Regions from separate parts of the Ovis aries genome. Here region 1 is linked to region 2. A link is a contact called in public Hi-C data. All regions are on one chromosome and are shown on one strand. Each heading gives the region's core, a stretch centred on a gene start, on an enhancer-like site or on the middle of the called end of the contact. The rest is flanking DNA. Distances are from core to core; before and after follow the strand shown.

Evidence for each region. A called contact is a pair of places that touch in the nucleus more often than the background predicts.
Region 1: a contact with region 2 is called in a Hi-C map of hypothalamus, with 3 times the contacts expected there. The contact joins the promoter of RWDD3 here to the promoter of ALG14 in region 2. A contact is called at or near these places in 2 of 16 Hi-C or Micro-C datasets (hypothalamus and liver).

The regions. Positions count from the first base shown.
Region 1 is chr1:72,347,231-72,352,235 of ARS-UI_Ramb_v3.0, reverse strand. RWDD3 (RWD domain containing 3) reads right to left here and starts at 3,056. Exons shown (of 4, transcript XM_027972265.2): 1 at 2,964-3,056. The coding sequence starts at 3,048.
Region 2 is chr1:72,188,552-72,193,903 of ARS-UI_Ramb_v3.0, reverse strand. ALG14 (ALG14 UDP-N-acetylglucosaminyltransferase subunit) reads left to right here and starts at 2,322. Exons shown (of 5, transcript XM_060400931.1): 1 at 2,322-2,555. The coding sequence starts at 2,417. TLCD4 (TLC domain containing 4) reads right to left here and starts at 2,252. Exons shown (of 8, transcript XM_060400907.1): 1 at 1,942-2,252; 2 at 1-1,440.

The DNA.
Region 1 (5,005 bases), core at 1,807-4,306, 160 kb before region 2:
CCACACTGCAGGCAGATTCTTTACCAACTGAGCCACCAGGAAAGCCTAGATTTGTCTAGTTTCCATGAAAAAAAATGTTAGTGTTCTAACCTACCTTAAATTTCACTGACACAGCTTTTAAAAGTCTTTCAGGATTCTCTGTCACTGTTTTCCCAGTATCTGAGAATAATTCCTTGCCAATTTCATTTGCTTAATCACAGTTTAAGATTACCTATCTTTCTTTTGAATAAAGTTGTTCAAATTGCTCATTCTTCGTCTACCATTCTCTCAGATATACAAGAGATTATGTATATATGCATAAATACTTCTTGAAAAATAAGCAAAAAATAAAAAATCTTGAAAGAAAAAAAAAACAGAATACCTCTCATCAAATAAGATGCATTTAAAGTATCAGGTATATGGCAGGCGACCCCATTAAACCTGGCACTTTGTCTGACTGCACCGCACAGGGAACAGCAGAATGCCCCTGACTTGGTCTACCCATGGCATGCCCTAGTGGACAGGTGTCGGAGCTTTCAGAATTTACACCCATAAGAAAAAGCTACAGCTGATGCCTCTTACAATGAACTTACTACAGCCATCACAAAGAGGCCACAGTGTATGTAAGTCCCGTGAAATTCTCAGCACAAATTAGTCCAGCCAAAAATATGCAATTATTCAGACTCTTCAATCTTATGGCCTTAATATATGACCCCTGGGTTGGCAGCCTGAGCCTTCCCGGGCTACCTCCTACCAGAAGCACAATCCTACCAATGTTAACCTGATTTCAGAGGCAACAAAGAGAAGCTTATTTGAGGGAAAGGCCAGGAAGGAACTGATGGTATTCAGAATGTTCTGGTGTTAAGCTTATATCCTCCAATCCAGGCTGACAGTGACCGCGAGTGGTAGCCAGCAGCCCCACTGGATGTTTACTGTGGTCTATTAAAGCAGTTCTTAGGTACCCTTAATTCCCAGTTGTGAACATCAAACAGTCCTATTTCAACCACTGAATTGTTTTATTCTCCAATGAACCTTTCAGCAACAAAATGTCCTAAGTTGTTACACTGAATTCTTTTATAATTCAATTACTTACTGATGCCAGAACACTGAATTAAATTAATTAGGAGGCATGGCTTGAAGTCATGCTCAATTTAACAGCAGATAAAGGGTCCACAGTGTTCTTTGTATCAAAAAATTGCTTCCTTTCTTTCTGTGCTTACTTTTTTCAGTTTTCTCTGAACCATCAGCAGTGTCCTATGTTCAGCCATGTGCTGAGGACACAGATCACGGTTACTCCATCCTCTCTCAGGTGTAATGGTAAATCCTGGTTCATTTTCCCAGGATATTCCCAGTTGAGCCATAATAAAGGAATTAAAGAAAACTAATGATGTCCTCAAATAGCCTGCCTCAAGTAGAAATAATGAAGTAATTATCAATAAAGAAAGTAGTGAAGACAGCAAGTAAGGTGATAAAGAATAGCAGATGCTATCCTATCAGAAGATGGGTGACCCTCCCCCAAAAAAAACACTAAAAGTGAGTAAATCTTTTCATAAGGATTTTAAACGTTGTTTCAGAAAGCTGCAAGACAGGCTAGGCATTGAAAAGAAAGCAGCTTCACCACATAAATTGGTTCATGGTGCCCAGAACACAACAGTGCTAAATGAACGTGTACAGACTGGTGATCAAGAGGAAAAAGTGAAAAGGAGGCAAGCCTCCGCAGGTGAATAACACGTCACATGGACAGGAGGAATAGATCCTAACCCTTGATAGCTTTCTCACAACACCCAGACATTTTAGACTCCCTTCTTAAAGGTCAATCAATTTATGGTCAGAAAGACGATTTTAATAGCAGCTGCAACATGACAGAAGTTTAGATCTCATGCCAAAAAATTTACATAGTGTATTTGAAAGCTAAGAGAAAACTGAAAATCATCTGCACCACTGCACTTTTTCATAAACTGAAGTTTTGTTTTTTACTTAACAGAAGCTACAGACAGATACAGAGAGTAAGTTTTCGCTATCATGAAAATAAACCCAGAAGAACCGTTCTAAACTGTAAGCTCTGGGGAAAGTGTCTTTGAAAAACCTTGAGTTTTCAGGGACTCAAATGTGAGCGGAACAATTAATGCGCTCCAAGAGCCTGTAATTGACAACCACCTTTAAGCGAACTAAAAAAGCTGAAGAAAAACAATCCAACTGGGAGAGCTCTGAGTGAGCGCTGTTTGAATTCAAAAATTCATTCAACAATAATTTACTATGAATACCTACCACGTACCTGGCACTGACCTAGGTGCCCGCAGTTTTGTGATTACAAAACGGACAGGGTCCTGCCTTCTTGCAACTTGAGACAACCAAATACCCATTTAGTTAAACTTCAATGGGTGCCCCGATGGCGAAGTTGGCTTTAAACTAGGGGTGTCAGGAGAGACCTCTTTTTAAGATGAGATCTGAAGAATAGGTTCAGGACACCCAGGGAAAGCCTGGGGGGACGCTGTCCAGGAGGGCGCAGCTGGTAGCCCTCAGCGAGTTGAGGAGTGACCAGGACAATTAGGGGGTGAAACGGCCGCGGGGGGAGGTATGTGAGGGGGATGTATAGGTGAGTGGCGGGGGGCGGGGGACGGGAGAATGGGGGGAAATCAAGGAATGGGGGGGAGCGAATGGAGGTGGGAACGGGCGAGTGGGGGACGCGAGAGTAGTGGGTGAGACGGACCAGTGGATGAAGGGGCGCGGGAAGCAGGGACCGGCCGACGGGCTGCAGGAGCCTGAGCGTTGTGTTCTCGGTTGACTGCAGAGCAGCGGGAAGGGGCGCTACACTATTCATGTTTTAAGGGTCGCCGCACTCTCCCGCCTGCTCCCGCACACGCCCAGTCCCGGCGCCTGTCACTCCATCACTCATCTACCCCGGCCCCCAAGAGTGGGCTCGGGGCGGTGAGCCCAGCCGGGGTGGTGAGGAGCCCGGGTCCCTCTGGCGCGGAAGTAGTCACCTGAGAGACTCAGCACTTCCCACTCGTCAGGCCCGCAGAAAATCGCTGCCAGGGCCGAGAGCTCCTCCCGCACCGGCTCCGCCATGGCCGCACGGCCTCGCACGCTCGGCACCGCCCCTTCCGCCGCTGCTGCCGCCCCGGCCGTCCCAGAACAGTGCGGCCAGGCTGCCACCGGGGGGCGCCCCGCGTCTCCGCTGGGCTCCGCGGGCTGGATGCCGCTAGACGCCCCGCCCACAAGCTCCGGCTCTGTAACTGCAGCCGGAAGACTCACGCCGTTTGGGGGACTTTTCTCCAAGGGTGAAGGCCCTGTGGTCCGAGGCAGGGTGTCTGCCAGAGGCCACCGTACAGCTCACCCGCTGCTTTTCTAACACAGGGAAGCCGCCTAGCAAAGCCGGAAATTCTCTAACTTTAGTCCGGGCTTTGAACACTAGCCATTCCCTCCCAGACTCGTCCTTGAAGGGAACTTGGAGGTTAGGGGAAAAAAAAAAAAAAAGCAGGGAAGTGACCAGAAGAGGTTAGCCCCTGTCTGGCTCAGAAGTGAACTACGGGTTAGAGACACTGCAGTTAACAGATCAGAGGAGATTCTCCGCCCTCATGGAGGTACTGGAGACCCAGGCGATCTGGGACACCCGGAAAACTTCCGGGGCAGTAACAACCTCCACATGCTGAGCGGTAACTGGCACTCAGACTCTAGAGCAAGACCGGATTCCTCTTTTTCTTTCTCCTAACGATGGTTCAGAAGGCAAGAGTTGGACCTGCCAGCTCTGCAGTCTAAGGATGTTACTGGGGTGGCCTGGACCCTTGCGGGGGACCTGTGTACCCAGGTGCTGGGAGCAGTGTCATAACGTTCCTATTTGTCTCTGGCTTCACAGGGTTCCCTGGTGGCTCAGTGGTAAAGAACCCACCCGCCAATGCAGGAGACCCAGGTTCAGTCCCTGCGTGGTGAAGATCCCCTGGAGAAGGGAAATGGCCACCCACCCCAGTATTCTTGCCTGGGAAATCCCATGGACAAAGGATGCCTAGCCGCTACAGTCTATGGGGTCTCAAAAGAGTTAGACATGGCTTAGCATGTAAACAATAGCAAACAAACAAACAAAATCATAGGGGACAGCTCTGCTGATTGGCAACCCCCACTTGCCAATGCAAGTGGAACTCCTGGGCCTTTGAGGGTACAATCAAGTATGTAAATGTGCCAAATGCTAGCTTTTCAACATTACTCATTTTGTGATCTTCGATTGATACAAAGCAATGTGATTCTGAACTCCACTCAAATCTAAGAATGTTCAGGTAGCAATAGGGTAACAGAATTATCAATCCATTCTGTTTCAGCGTTGGTTTTGTGAACAAGATTACAATGATTCCGTGTGATAGTTTTTTCAGTATGTTTGACTTATCCTTTTGTTTGTCAAGTAACACTTTAAAATTTTGCAGACCCAAAAAGTAGCTGGCCTAGTTCACAGAGGTCCCACGATTTTTGTTTGTATCAGAAATAACATTTTGTGAGATAAATCAGGGAATTTAGATGGCTACACAGTGACTCTTGTCATTGACCTATGGATATCAGGGAAACAGGGCTGATTTAAAGACTGAATTCATGTTCCCATCATTAACATCCTTCCCACTCCAACTAAGAAGGGGTCTTAAAAAGGAAAAGATACTGTCTTCTGAGAACAGAAAGGAAGTTTAACAAGATAAACTGCAGGAGAAATGCCTTTCAGAGAATGCCTTGGGGTTTTAGTGACCCCAAGTAATTAAGAGCACTGCTGTGTACATAGCTGAAAAGACAAAGGTTTATTTAAATGCATAATTATCTCTGATGTGGCCAATTTGTTTAATAATAATAACTCCTTTGAGTTATTTCCAAAGTAGCAGCAGTTCAGTAGGTTCAGTAGCTGCTAAAGAGTTTGGTGAGCAAAAGAATAAATTTTTAATTTAAAACATCATTGAACTATTTTTAATTTTAGCTTGAAATCCAATGTTAGTATTAAGAGTGGTAGGAAAATATTAATTTATTTGACTTATTAAAGATAATCGACAAAAAA
Region 2 (5,352 bases), core at 1,073-3,572:
TCAAAATAACCAATAACTCCAAACAATGTCTACTACTCCACCTTCTTTGATTCTAGGCATTTATTGGTAGTCACTAAAACGCTTGATTACCCTCTATTCATCCCACCTGCAACTAAGTGTGGCCAAGCTGATTTTTCGTACAGGTAATTCCAGTAGTGAGGAGACGGGTAGCAGGGAATGCAGGGGTATCTCCTGGGGCTTGGGTTCTAGACATTATCAATATGTCCAACATCTGCATTGCCTGTGTCAGTTTACAGCACCACCTCAGACATACGATCTCCGCAGCAATCCAAACACTATTATTTGCCTACCCAACAATTCTCTCTCCTCCACCCTCCTCCAACTTCCTCCTCTCCAAGAGAATGTCCATTTTGTTCAGCACCCACCCTACACCAAACAGCCAGATACAACAGGTGAGTTGTATGTCATCCTCCATCCTACCCCAGCCAGCTTTGTGGTCTCATTCCTTTGATGAGTAGGCAGGTGATATAAACAAGGCCAGATAGTGAAAGTCTTCTGTGAGAGGTTCTGGAAAAGGTTTCCTCCCTCTTAAACAAACTAACAAACAAGGGCCTGATAACAAGATAACCTCTTGAAATCTGGAGACCAGATATAATTTCTGAGACCACTAAATACCTGCTTTTAAGTAGGAGGGGAAACAGTGTTAAGCTGAAGCCATTGCTGGGAATGGCAGAGCGGGCAGATGAAAGAAAACTAGATCCTTTGTAATGGTCTTAAGCTGTTGTTCATACTGAGCCAGAGGCTCTACCTCTGGACTTTCATCTATGTATTTGTAAGCCCAGGGGATTCTGATGCCATCAAAATCTGACAGGCACTGACTTCCAAACCCACAATTATAAAACTTCACCACCACTACCAGCTAAGTAATCTTAAGCAATTTAACTTTTATAGAATCCTTTTCTTTATCCGTAAAGTGCAAAAATAATATCCACCTTATGACCTTATTGTGAGGATACAGCGTTAAGAGGATTTGATAGACTACAGGAAGTGCTGCAAGGTCCATTAGCCAAAAAATGATGCCACAGAGTTCCTAAATACTTCCCAAACTTGCCTGCTGATAGAAATAGACGGATTGGTTAGATGAGTTGATCTTAGGCCTCTCCCCTGGAGATTCTGTTTCAGTAGCTCCCTACTGTACCCTAGGCGTCACATTTTTAAAAACACTGTTCTAGGACCTAAGCAAGTTTGAATTTAGCAAAGGAATGTGTGAAAATGTTGCTCAGTCATGTCCTATTCTTTGTGATCCTGAGGACTGTAGCCCATCATGCTCCTCTGTCCATGGAGTTCTTCAGGCAAGAATACTGGAGTGGGTTGCCATTTCCTTCTCCAAAGGATCTTCCTGATCCAGAATCCAGGGAAGGAACCCAGGTCTCCTGCATTGCAGGCAGATTCTTTACCATCTGAGCAATCAGCGAAGACCTAGCAAAGGAATACACAATGTAAACTCCTATGCAGCAGGAGCTGGGGTTTCCACTGTCTAAATCTAAACCTGCCACTATCTCACTTGAGCAAGCTGTTTAACCTTTCTGGACTTGTTTACTCCTCTGTACACTTGTCCTATCTAACCTACAAGTCCACGGGGAACTGAAGACAAATTACCCATGGGATGAAGGGGTTTCTCCCAGTATTTTTATATTGCTGTAATGGGAATTAAGTAAACACAAAATTAAGCAAAATTGAGATAGGGGAGGTGTTGCCTTTATGGTAAAATTAACTGAATAGGACGATGCCATCTCTAGCCCGCCACCTTGAGCCCCTGAGCATCCACTCCTCTCAGGATCACGGTGTAACCTGAGGTGATCACCTACTCTGGTCACACTGTTCGAGATGTGTGAAAACGTCTAGAAAAGTAAAAAGTCTGAGCGTTGGGAAAGAGGAGAAATACGAAGGCCCTAAATTCAACTTTCTGTACCAAGGTACCTTTAACTGCAAACACTTTCAGTAGTAGCTGCGCATGTGCAACAGAAACATTTCTCTCGGCGTTTCATAAAAAAAAAAAACGGCGATGTATGCCATTGGCCTCAGGTGGAAGTCACAAAGTTGGTAAAGCTGGAACACCTGCTAACTTGGGCGCTCCGGGGTTCTTTAGAGCGCACAGGTAGCGTGTCAGTCTCATGCGCTGCAACCAAACTTCTCCAGGGTGTTAATCCGTGAATTTCAGTTTATGCACTGGCTATTTGTTAGCAGAAACCCGCCCCCCACCACCCCGCCGGAAGCCAGCGGAGCGGTCTGAGCCCGGGCTTCCGCCTCTGGCCTTGAACTCCTCCCACCTCAAGCAAGCCACACCCACCAAGACGCCCACTCTTCGAATTTGAGTCTCCGGAGAGCCCGTAGTTTTGAACTCTGACCGCTCCTCGGCCGGCACCGGGATAGCACGCATGCGTATTTTCTTTGAATGGGTGGTGCCCTTATCCTCGTGGCGGCTGCAGGAGCCCTGGCCTTGCTGCTGCTGGCAGTGCGGCTGTGGGTAGTCCTGAGTCCTCGCGCTCCTGTGCCTCGGCGGTCTCTCAGCCTCTTGGTGGTGGCTGGATCTGGTGAGTATACGGGCCGTGACTGGCGGACTAGGGTCGGGAACTACAAAACCCAGAGTCCACCGCGGCGCTCTTCGCAGCGCCAGTATGACTTTTTGCAGCTTTGAATGCTGAGATTTGTAGTTTGCGTGATTGGCTCAAGTCAGCCCAACCTGGGCAAAACGCTGGTTTGTTGTCAAAGTGCCTCAAGCCGCGCGTTTATTGACAAATGCATAATTTACACTTATCTATAATAAGCTTTTCTGTAGCGTATATTTTTCTAACAAAGTAAGTATCAGTTACCAAAGATGACACAGAAGCCTGTTGATGCAACATGGAATTTCCCTGAAAAATATTGTTTTGCATTATTAATCTAGACATTTGGGATTTAGGAATCACAGTTGCTGCATGAAAAACAAGACAAACCGAATCGTCGCATTTATAAGTATACATATACAAACTCCAGTATTTTGGCCACCTCACGGGAAGAGTTGACTCATTGGAAAAGACTCAGTGAACTCCGGGAATTGGTCATGGACAGGGAGGCCTGGCGTGCTGCGATTCATGGGGTCGCAGAGTCGAACACGACTGAGCAACTGAACTGAACTGAACAGATATACAAAATCTGCGAGTGTAGAAGCAATTACCTACCAACAGGAGAACAATACACACCTCAGGATATTGTGTCAGGGAATGAACAACAATCTGTACAGTCAGATAATGCAATCTAAACGGATTCGGCCAGCTCTGTAGGCGCTTACAACTTTAAATGGACAGTTCTGAGAGCCATACACACCCACACTATGTACATACAGAAATGCCAGAAGATTGCATCCAGAAAGATTAATATTTATAGTATTAGCACGTGTTCCAAACCTATGTTCACGTGTAATTCATTACTTTATTCCCTTAATGTGTTTTGAGCCATGGGAGAGAGGGCAGGCAATAAACTAAGCCCTGAAAATAACAAACCTGATTAACACTACTTGTCATGGAGTGCTGACTATGTACCAAGCACCGAAAGGTGTGAGGGAACAGCTGTGAATGAAATGGAGAATATAGAAAAACTAACAGAAAACAAAAAACAGAATGGATCCTTACTGCAATGAGAAAAGTGCTGTAACCTGGGAAGTAGAAACTGCTATGTAAGTTCACACTGGGCATCACTTTATCTGAACCTGAGGCAGGAGGCTTCCTGGAAGAAGTGATGTCTAAAGGGATACTTGAAAGATGACTAAGAATTAGCCAGACAAGGGGGAGCTGGGTCTTTGAGGTCTGGAAAGGTGTGTAAAGAAAGCCATGGCACTTGGAAGGCCAGACGTGAGAGAGCACTCCTGCAGTGAGTTGGATGTGGGGAGGTAATGATTGGAGAGGGTATTTTAACACCCCCCAAACACACACACATAGAGCAAGGGACACTACTCCACTGCATTCTACCATGTAGTCATTAGGATCACTTACCTCTAAATTAACATAATACTGGAGTTAAATGACATCTCTGCTGCTATTGCTGCTAAGTCACTTCAGTCATGTCTGACTCTCTGTGACCCCATAGACAACAGCCCACCAGGCTCCACCGTCCCTAGGATTCTCCAGGCAAGAACGCTGGAGTGGGTTGCCATTTCCTTCTCCAATGCATGAAAGTAAAAAGTGAAAGTGAAGTCGCTCAGTCATGTCCGACTCTTGGCCACCCCATGGACTGCAGCCCATCAGGCTCCTCCGTCCATGGGATTTTCCAGGCAAGAGTACTGGAGTGGGGTGCCATTGCCTTCTCCAATGACATCTCTGCCACTTAATAATTTGGTGATCTTGGGCAAATTAGTTAACCTCATTGAACCTTCTATTTCTACTTTGAAAAATTTGAGTTAGGATGAGAGAGTAAATGTGGTGGTAAAGTGCTTAGCAAAGTGCTTGGCAGATAGTAATGCATTTAATAAGTGATGACTTTTGATAGTCCTAGTAGCAAAGGAATCTTTTAAAGAATTTTAAATGGAGAGTGACCCAGTTGAATCTGAGCTTTCACAAAGATCATTCAGCCTGCATTATCACGAGAATGTCTTGACAAAGACTGAGGTAGGGAGACAAGTAGTAGCCTTTTGAATATTTCAGGTGACAGGTGACAGCCTGACTGGGGTTGATGAGTGAGGGGATGGAGAAAAGTATATACATTTAAGTGAGATTTGGGAGATAAAAATCACTAGAATTGTGGATTGGAAGTGGAGGGTGATGGGAAGGTGGGCTCAAGAGTGATGTCTGGGTTTCTGGCTTGAGCAGATAGATGGAAGAATGGATGTTCGAGCCATTCACTTAACATCATGAGATTTGGCAGACTGGGAACCAAAACTAAAATTGAGAATTTGTCAGGCAGGCGGTGCCCTCTGTCATTCGAACCATTGAGGGTATGAAGAGTCAAGGACCTCCAAAAGTCATCCAAACCAGAGAAAGATTTGTAGTTAGATAAATAATTTAATAGTTCATGTCCAAAATTTAGGATGGGAAGGCATTTTCCTTGTCTATCCTGAATATGAAAAAATGCTTAATCTTACCATAATGTATCACTTGTTTAAAGAATACCAATCAAAATTATTATTTGTCTTTGAAATACTATGTTTCAAAGACATGTGACCTGCTTAGACAATTTCAGATGTAATATTAAATTGTCTGTCATTGGAGGTATAGCAGTAACAAAATAAAAGCCCTTGCTATCATGGTGTTTACTGTCTACTGGGACTAGGGTGGGGGAAACCAAAACAGAAAAAGTGAATAGACTGTATAGTTAGTTATAGGCAATAAATACTATGAAGTAGAGAAAGGAAGTTGC